Regions from separate parts of the Arachis hypogaea genome. Here all the other regions are linked to region 2. Evidence: chromatin contacts called from public Hi-C data. All regions are on one chromosome and are shown on one strand. Each heading gives the region's core, a stretch centred on a gene start, on an enhancer-like site or on the middle of the called end of the contact. The rest is flanking DNA. Distances are from core to core; before and after follow the strand shown.

Region 1 (3,243 bases), core at 217-2,716, 150 kb after region 2:
GTTGAAAAGTGTGGATGATACTACTGCATTCCTGAACTAGCCGCTCCACCATCCCCAGTTGGAGTACTCCTCGCTATGTCATCATCGTTATCATCGACAATCGTGGTGGGCTCTACATCATCATCATGATCATCATCCTGCAGTACATCTTCTATACTATTTGGTGCTCCACCTTGTCGGGAATCCAGTACCACATCAGGAGTAGCAGTCATTGCAATCGCAATATCACCGAAGGGTCCAATATTATCTATTTCTCCGTCACGAGTACAGTTTAGATTAGTAGCGAAGGATGGGGAGGCAACCAAAACTGCCTCAGGCTCAATCACGGGCACAAATGAAGAGGCACTAACATGCATCGAACTAAAGCAGGCTACCGTGGATGAAAGCTGAGGATTCTAGTTTGAACTTCCTGAATTAGAGACCACATCTACAAACTTAGCCAATAGCTCAGGGATCCTCACCTCGAAAATTTGCTGACGACAATAGAACAGAACTTGCAAATCTTTGTCGCTGCCTATGACGAAGGAATTACACTTCACATCATCTTACAACAGGAAAATCAGAATTTTATAGAATAACTTCTCCACCCGTTTCACGCCTTGCATCTCTAGTTTTTGGATTATAGTATTTCGAAACTCGATGAAACTCGTTGAAGTTTTGAGGAAAACACTAAGCGGATACTTATCAGTAAATTTAATTTTGGAATGCGTTTTTTTTAATCAATCCTCTATAGTGCACCAAAACTAAAAAACTATCCTCACTAACTATTGTGACTTACACTATCATCAGGATTTCATGTTCACCTTCTATTTATATACGTTGGTTTCATACTAAATCGAATTTGTCAAATTCAATTTATACATATAGGTCAATGCATAATAAATCGACAATGGTCGATTCGATTTACCATGTAAATCAAATCTGTATAGTTCGTTTTATTCTTGCACCATGTAAATCGAATAGGTTTGATTCGATTTACTGTGAGTTTTCCTAATTCGAGTATGTTCCATTCGATTTACAGTGAAAATAACATTTCTATGTAAATCGAATCACCTCATTTCGATTTATTATTTCGATTTACTATTGTAATCGTAATTATATAATAATACATATGGAGATATTTACGTAAGATTTTTGACTTTGGATCATCTATATAATATTTGAATGACTTTGATTTATTTAAATATTTTATCCTTATTAAATTTTGAAAAAACTTAAAAAGTATTTTCTAGTACTATTTTTTTCTGGATTATTTATGTATTAAGAGTACGATAGAAGTAACTATTCTTTCCTATATTTTGTAGTAAACATAAATTTATTTTTGTGGTAAAAAATTTTTTAAGTAGGATATTGATTTTGGATGGTGTAATATTTTCTTAATTTTTACCTGGGAAACAAAAAAATATGGATGCCGCGTATTAGTTGATCCACGTGTCTATCACCTGCAATTTTGATCCCAGCAGAGTGCAGCATGTAAATTATCCCCCATAAGTGTTCCAACCACAAAAAATATCTTTAAATTTTCTATTCAAGAAAATCCATTTCCAAATCCTTCACATTGCGTTAATTAATTTCATAAACCAAAAAGTAAAAACAACTAAAAAAATAATTATAAATATTACTAATTTTCCATTTTCTTATAAAAGAAAAAGAAAATACGGGGTAAGTGAATCTCAGATCTGGGTGGTGGCTATAAATAAGGCGAAACCCGCTCTCACAAAACTCGCACTCTGTTCTCTGCTTCAATTCACGCTCTCTCATTTCAGAGTTGAAGCTACACAGAGAACTGGTCTCTTATCTTAACGCTACCCGAAAGGTATGAGACCCATTCTTTCTCTCTCTCTCTCTCACTCTCTCACACTACCGTTACTCTGTTTCTGCCATTTTTCTTACACTTTCCTTCTCTAACTGCTATGCAACCGCTGCTCTCATTTTCTGTAACCGCTATTACTCTCTCTCTTTCTCAACGCTTTCACTTCCTTCTCACTAGAGATCTACGTCAAACATAACTTCCGATTCCGGTGTTTGCTTAAGCTTTTAGATCTGCACTGTTTACTTGCTCTAGTGCTTAGATCTAGTGAATCGGAACTTTGATTTCTTGAATTCGAAGTGTTTGAAACGGATCGAAGTATTTTCTTCGTGAATTTTGCTTCTAGTTCATACGAGATCGTGCTTCTTTCTTAGTGTATAGATTCCGAAGTTGCTCACTGTGTTTTGCTCTAATTAGTTTGACTTGAAGTTGCTTCTCTGCTCGTTTAGCTTATAGAAATAATATTTAAACGTGAATTTTACTACATAGGTGTTTAGTAAATCGAACTCACCAATATTCTTATGATCAGTGTTATTTTTAGGAGCTTTAATTCGCTAGAATGATTTGATTTTCAAGTTATTTATCGTTTTATTTATTTATGAAGTTGATTTTAATTATAAGCCGTTTTGAACATGACATGCAATAATAACAACCAATAACTAAGATTTGTTCTATTAGGAGCAGTCAGCTTCGTGGATTTGACGTACTTTATAGTGTTCCGTTATAAATTATGTTTACAGATAAATAATTCAAACAATTAAAATCTAAATCTATTTGTATTAGAACTTAAAACATATTATTCATGAAATGCTATAGCTAAATCTATATCTAAATCATGGTAAAAATGCTATGACTTACTTTAAACATACTCTAGTAGTCTAGTTTTAGATGCATTGAGAATTGATTTGTTATTTGTTGTGGTTTTTGGAACACAGAACAATGGCTTCGCATATTGTTGGATACCCTCGCATGGGCCCCAAGAGAGAGCTCAAGTTCGCTCTTGAGTCCTTCTGGGATGGCAAGAGCAGCGCCGAGGATTTGAAGAAGGTTGCTGCTGATCTCAGGGCATCCATCTGGAAACAGATGGCAGATGCCGGGATCAAGTACATCCCCAGCAATACTTTCTCTTACTACGACCAGGTTCTGGATGCCACTGCCACCCTTGGTGCCGTCCCTCCCCGTTATGGCTGGACCGGCGGTGAGATCGGGTTTGACACCTACTTTTCTATGGCCAGGGGTAACGCCACCGTCCCTGCAATGGAGATGACCAAGTGGTTCGACACCAACTAGTAAGTGATGCACTCGGTGTTTCTGCTTTGGTTTGACAGTTAATGTAATTCTTTTTTTCTTTTTATTTTTTTTTATTTTTTTGGTGTGTGTGATGGTAACCTATCCGATTGTGCATGTTTTGGTGCAGCCACTTCATTGTCCCT
Region 2 (3,032 bases), core at 2-2,501:
CGAAAAAATAAGAAGACAATAATAATACATCAATTTTATATTTTCTAATTCAACGCATAAAAAAAATATTAGAAAAATAACATAAAAAATATCTTTTCAAGCAAATCTTTCAGGTCTCTTTTATACCTTCGGCATAGCTATTAGCACTAATTAAATATTAGATAAATTATTTTTTCCTTCTTTTATGTCTTGGTTACATATTTTTTTGTTAATTACGTGCAAATGAAAGATATAAATATAGATGGGCTTGGCAGTTGGCACTAATCAACTTACTAAAATCATCAAGTATCTAGCTAAAAATTAACCAACTAAAATACTTACATATAAATTAATTTTCACATTATTTAAAAAATATGTATGTATTTAAGCAACTATTCAATAATTTCAATATTATGTGCTTTTATCCAACACAGTCTAGAACTGGCCAACTTTATTTGGCACAACAAAATGCAAAGGGAACTAAGCCAACGACTAGAATTGATATGTCTCGAGTATAGATAATGACGCTCTGGTCCCATATCAATCAACGATGGTGTGGTTTTGCAAAATTCCAAATATCTACAACGGGTGATCATATGGTTTAACCTTAGGCTACTTGCTTTGTCCATGAGTCCGTCATATAAAATAGACATAATCAACTATTGCTACAAGTAGAAAGCAACATTACAGTACTAAATTATTTAAAAGATGTCACTATGGTTGGCCAGTCAAACCAATGTACCCCCAAATCTCTTCCTTGGCCACTAGGACTTCGTATAAAAATTTGTGCTGTTTTTCCAAATGGCAAACCAGGCCACCTTGAACTGATTTCCCAAAATCATATATAAAGATATATATAATCTAATTCTCAGTGTGACTTTCCCATAAACATATAGAAAATAAGGAAAGAAGAAAGAAAAATGCATCACCGAGTGTCATGATTCTTTAAAATTAAGAAATATAATATATATTGTAAATAAAAAGTGTGGAATAGTATGTCAACTTGCAGCTATATACTAAGTAACTATTATAAATAAGACATTTCATTTAAATGAGATCTACTTGCATCCAATAAAATAAAGTGTAGATCGTCATTATATCTCATACATTATATTAAACATAACAAAACCCTTTAAACAAAAGCAATTTGACAACAACATTGGCCCTTCACAGTGATCGTGATGTGCAAAAGAACAACACAAAAATAGGCGACAAACCCCCTCTTTATTTTATACAACTCTGTTTTCACTTAGTTATCAAGTTCAAACACCGACCGAATAGATAGAACAAGTCACCATTGTTTTCTACATCCCACAATCTTAGAAGAGCCGGCCCATATAACCATCCATTGCCTTTCTCACCTTAAAATTGAAGCACACAACCATCAAATCTTCTTCTTCGGTTCCTTAAAACAGAACCATGGACAGGCTCATAAAATTAGACCCATCAAACACAATCTCAATAAGAATTGAACCAAATCAAAAGTGCCATGGTCATGTCACCCTATGCAACGTCATGCACACCATGCCAGTGGCTTTCAACCTCCAACCACAAATAAAATGTCGCTACACAGTGAAGCCACATTCAGGAATCATATCTCCATTATCTACACTCACCGTGGAAATATCCTACAATCTCCCACAAGGATCGACGCTGCCGGACTCTTTCCCTCGCTCCAAAGACACTTTCCTCCTCCACAGTTGTGTGGTCCCTGGCGCAGCCATCAATGAACCTTCCTCCATGGTTGATTGTGTCCCAAGCGAGTGGTTCTCGGCGAAAAAGAAGCAAGTCTTCGTGGATACCGGCATCAAGATCGTGTTTCTTGGATCCACAATTCTGGTTAAGCTCATTGGAGATGATCATGGTTCCATGGATGACATAAGAGAAGTTCTAGAACGGAGCGATCCCTCGTGGAAAGCGGTTGATTCGATCGACTCGAACGGCGAAACGTTGCTCCATTTGGCGATTTCGCGGAAGAGAGCGGATGTTGTTCAGTTGCTACTAGAATTTGAGGCTAACTTAGAGGCGCGAAACGGTTCTGGATCAACGCCACTAGAGGCTGCAGCATCTTCAGGTGCAGCCTTAATAGCTGAGCTTCTATTAGCTCACAAGGCCAACATAGAAAGACAAGAAACTTCGACATTTGGACCCATCCACGTCGCTGCTAAACAAGGACACTGCGAAGTTTTGAGGCTCTTGTTACTCAAAGGTGAAGATCGTGTTTCACAGATAATGTTTAAATTTCTTATTTTAAAGTTTAAACTGCTAAATACGTGTGTTCACCAGTCGTGTTTGTCCAAGGTAAGAACGGAAGTAATTGAATTATAGTTGATTTGGATTTATGTGTATTTTTTTTTGTTTTATCCTAACCAAACCAAATCCATTAAGAATGGATTGATTTAGTTTGAGTAATTGAATATCTTATAAAACAAAAATTTATAAAAAAAATTAAAAAGAAAATTTTAAAGCCGAAAAGGTTAGTTTTTTCAAATTTTAAAGCTGCAAAACAAATAATAAAATGATGAATGGAAAAAATCAAAGGGTTTAGGGTGTGAGTGGGGTTGGGAGGCTGTAATAAATTGAGTTAGATTAATAATCAGTAAAAATTATATATATATTTTTAAATTTATATATTTTTAATTTAATTAATAAAGGTTTATAGATTAGTTCGAGTTTCGCACCTTTAAAACTATTACTCAAATCAATTAATAGAGTGTGTCATTGGTTCGGTTCAAATTGTATTCAATTATCTATTGAATTTAAAACCAATAATTTAATTGATTCTTTGTATTTAAACAAGTAATCGGATACCCAATACTCATAAACACCCCTAATACTAAACATAAGAGTTAAGTCCAAAATGTCTTTCTATCGTAGTTTGTATCAATTTTATCTTCAAGATTTTAATTACAATATTTTAGTTTTTTATATTTAACAAAAGAAAAATTTTATAAACTATCACAATATTTTTTGTCATCACTTAATTATTAACTCAATTTTTTACTCTAATTTATCTAATTTATGTAATCTAATAACATATTTTATCCCATATT
Region 3 (3,227 bases), core at 372-2,871, 180 kb before region 2:
TTCGCTCCTAATTTCTCGCCGCGATCGGCTTTTCGTAGTCGCTTGGCTTGTGTGTTCCGGCTGATATCACTCTTTGAAAGTGACTCTGCCCTCTAGAGTTTAGACTCTTTCAGAGAGCTCTTGAATTATCTGGATCACAATCTCTCCTAGGCCGTTGGTTGTTCTGGTCTTCTCGAGTTGGCGGTCATCTTCTTGTGCTTGCTATCTGTCAAGGGTTGGTTGGTGGTGCACTGCGCTGGTTATCCTGGCCTCCTGTGATTTGGTGGGGGGTCGTCGTTTCGTAGCTCATGTGTTGTATTTGGTGGGTCTGGTTTGTGGTGATGGCTCAAGAACCATTTCTGAATTCTTTTGTCATGTTACTAAGACCTGACAAGTCCCTACAGACGGCGTCAATGTACAAAATGTCACTAGTACGGGTTGTAGGATGGATCAGGGACTTGCTGGTCGAGGTGATGATGCAGTTAAATCATCTTCGGAGCGGCGGGGATAGTACTTGCAAAAACATTATGATGTTCAAGTCAGAATCGATCTGAAAGGTATAGGTGAGAATTAAGAATCAGTGTCGTATTTGAATGAGCTTTTGGTCCCCTTTTTATAATCGAAATTTGTTATCTTATCTTATTAGTCTAAGATAAAAAGAATATTTTATTTTAAATGTTGATTAGGAATTATTGGACCAATTTAGATTGTGAGAGAGACCCGGATAGCCGGGTTGGGGACTACTCCGATCCGATGAGGGATCCACGAATCGAGCCCATAAAATTTCTATATTTAACCATTAAAATTAGTATATCAATGTTCCGTCATATGGATACCAGTATTCTTCGTAAGTTACATACTTACATGCAATACTTTGTCAATTTGTCCGGTCAAATAGACCTAACTCTTTGGACACATATTGTTATGGCATAATAATACATGGCAAAATAATGTTAGCTTAATTGTGTCTTTCCGATACTACTATATGTCTATATTAATAGATGGATGCCGTGCTTCTCTAAAATACACCAATTCAGGTTCCAAATGCCCTACTTTTTAACAACTGAACTGTCTATCTCAACGTTAATCACCTGACACTTGTTTGCTTTATGAGAGATTCTGTAGCCTAATATTCTCCTAATCAATTCGGAATTCGTGATTCAATTCATTATCCCTCCAGTTGTATAGAGAAAAGAAAAATATATAATAAGTAGTTCTAGATAATAATATTAAAAGTATATATTAAATTTTAGATAATATTAATACCACACAGTTTATACAATTGATTATATAAAAATATATCAAAATTCAAAACAATTTATATGCGGAGGACGTGTCACCACATCACATGTAGTCTAAATTCATCATAATGGTAAGAAAGCTACATTTTTATCTAAAGAAAAATGAGATCAAATAATACATATATATATATATATATATATATATATATATATATATATATATAGTTAAAACTATTGTTTTGATTTTAAAAATTTTAAATAATTTAATCACTTAATTATATTATCTTTAAAAATAAAGACAAATTTATTATTTTATATTTTTATTTAATATTTAATCAACAATTATTTAATAAGATAGTAGATAAACAAAGCTAATATAAGAAAACACTTTAAGAAAAGTATACAAAGAAATTAATTCTCAATTTTTTTTCTTTTATAAGCATTAGTGGCAGGACACTATACTATTATTAGCATATACGTACACGTAGACACTCGAGATATTTCCTCGTAAATCAAGTGGTCCACATTTATCCGATTATCCACTAAATTAATAACAGTACTTCAACTTTCTCTGCCTATAAATACGATCCATTCCTTCACCAAACAACAGATCAAAACACAGTGTGTGTCACAAAGAAAGAAACAAAAACTTGATCAGAGAAGAGAAAAGAGAAAAACAAACAAGATGTCAGGAATCATGCACAAGATCGAGGAGACCCTCCACATGGGAGGGAACAAGAAAGATCAGGAGCACAAGGGAGAGAGCCATGGCAGCGATCAGTACAAGCAGGGAGAGCACCACCAACAGCAGCAGCACTACGGTGGTGGTGGTGTTGGTGTTGGTGGAGAGCACCATGGTAGTGGAGGAGTGTACGGAGGAGAACATGGCCACGTGCAAGAGCACCACCCAGGTGAGCAGCAACACAAGGAGGGTCTTGTAGACAAGATCAAGGATAAGATCCACGGCGGCGACGGTGCCGAGGGTGAGAAGAAGAAGAAGAAGGATAAGAAGAAGGGCGAACATGGCCACGACCATGGCCATGACAGCAGCAGCAGCAGCGACAGTGATTAGATCTTCTCCGCCATTACTGCTTGCTGCACCTTTCTTCTATGTCAAGGTAATTAAGCTCTCTTATTTTATTTCTATTATTATTTTTTAAAAAAAATACTGGATAAATAAATTATTTTTATAATTAAATTTAATTAAGATTTTTTTGTTATGCGTGTCTTTCTTTTTTTATCTGAATTTTATTTTGTTAATAAATTATTAGATTAATTTTGTTGAATTTAGTTCTTGAAGATTAATTTTTCTGATCAATAATTAATTAACTTTTTCTTTGATTTGTATTTTTATTTTATTTTATTTATTACTTTATTATTTAATTGCTGGTGAAAAAAGATTAGTTTTTTTAAATTTAATTTTATAATTACAACTTTAAAAAAAAAAGCAGTAGTACAGGCCAAGACACAAGTTTCATGCCTTTAAAAAGAGCCGCTTTTGATAAAATATAAAAATGTTTACCGACTTCTTTCACCAAAATTCCTGTAGCTCTGAAGTTACAAGGGGATAACCGCCGGATAACTTCGTTCAAGTTATTATTACAAAACTTTCTTTCCATTTAATCTTTATACAATATATTAAAAGTTTTAAACAGTCACACAATATGAATGGACTTTGTTGTCTTCTGTTCTAACACGTAACAGTTTTGATTTTAACACGGGATTGGATCGTATAACAATTTAATTTTTGACGCATTTTCCCTTTCTTTGTGGCTGTTTCAGGTGCATGGGGTCATAGTTGTGACTTGTGAGGGGCTCGGTTTTACACTTTCATTCTTGTGTGAACCAAAAAAAAAAACTCATAATTAGTTTATTACAATTACCTATATATGTGAGTGAAGGGAGAGCAAAAAAAAAAAAAAACGGACAGAAATTGTGTTTTTTCTACTTTTCCTGTTGGTAATGCGAGTGTTGTAGCATATAATGTACCTCTTAGTCTCAGATTGT

Evidence for each region. Hi-C and Micro-C count contacts between places; a contact is called where the count stands out from the background.
Region 1: a contact with region 2 is called in a Hi-C map of leaf, with 4 times the contacts expected there. The contact joins the promoter of LOC112696942 here to the promoter of LOC112696941 in region 2. A contact is called at or near these places in 3 of 8 Hi-C or Micro-C datasets (all in leaf).
Region 3: a Hi-C map of an unstated tissue shows a contact between it and region 2, with 7 times the contacts expected there. The contact joins the promoter of LOC112696940 here to the promoter of LOC112696941 in region 2. A contact is called at or near these places in 2 of 8 Hi-C or Micro-C datasets (leaf and an unstated tissue).

Annotation. Positions count from the first base shown.
Region 1 is chr6:92,466,903-92,470,145 of arahy.Tifrunner.gnm2.J5K5, forward strand. LOC112696942 (5-methyltetrahydropteroyltriglutamate--homocysteine methyltransferase) reads left to right here and starts at 1,467. Exons shown (of 12, transcript XM_025749903.3): 1 at 1,467-1,816; 2 at 2,746-3,099; 3 at 3,228-3,243. The coding sequence starts at 2,750.
Region 2 is chr6:92,318,577-92,321,608 of arahy.Tifrunner.gnm2.J5K5, forward strand. It overlaps LOC112696941 (protein VAPYRIN), which reads left to right and starts at 1,252. Exons shown (of 3, transcript XM_025749902.3): 1 at 1,252-2,188. The coding sequence starts at 1,399.
Region 3 is chr6:92,138,493-92,141,719 of arahy.Tifrunner.gnm2.J5K5, forward strand. It overlaps LOC112696940, which reads left to right and starts at 1,622. Exons shown (of 2, transcript XM_025749901.3): 1 at 1,622-2,338; 2 at 3,003-3,227. The coding sequence starts at 1,906. The coding sequence ends at 2,292.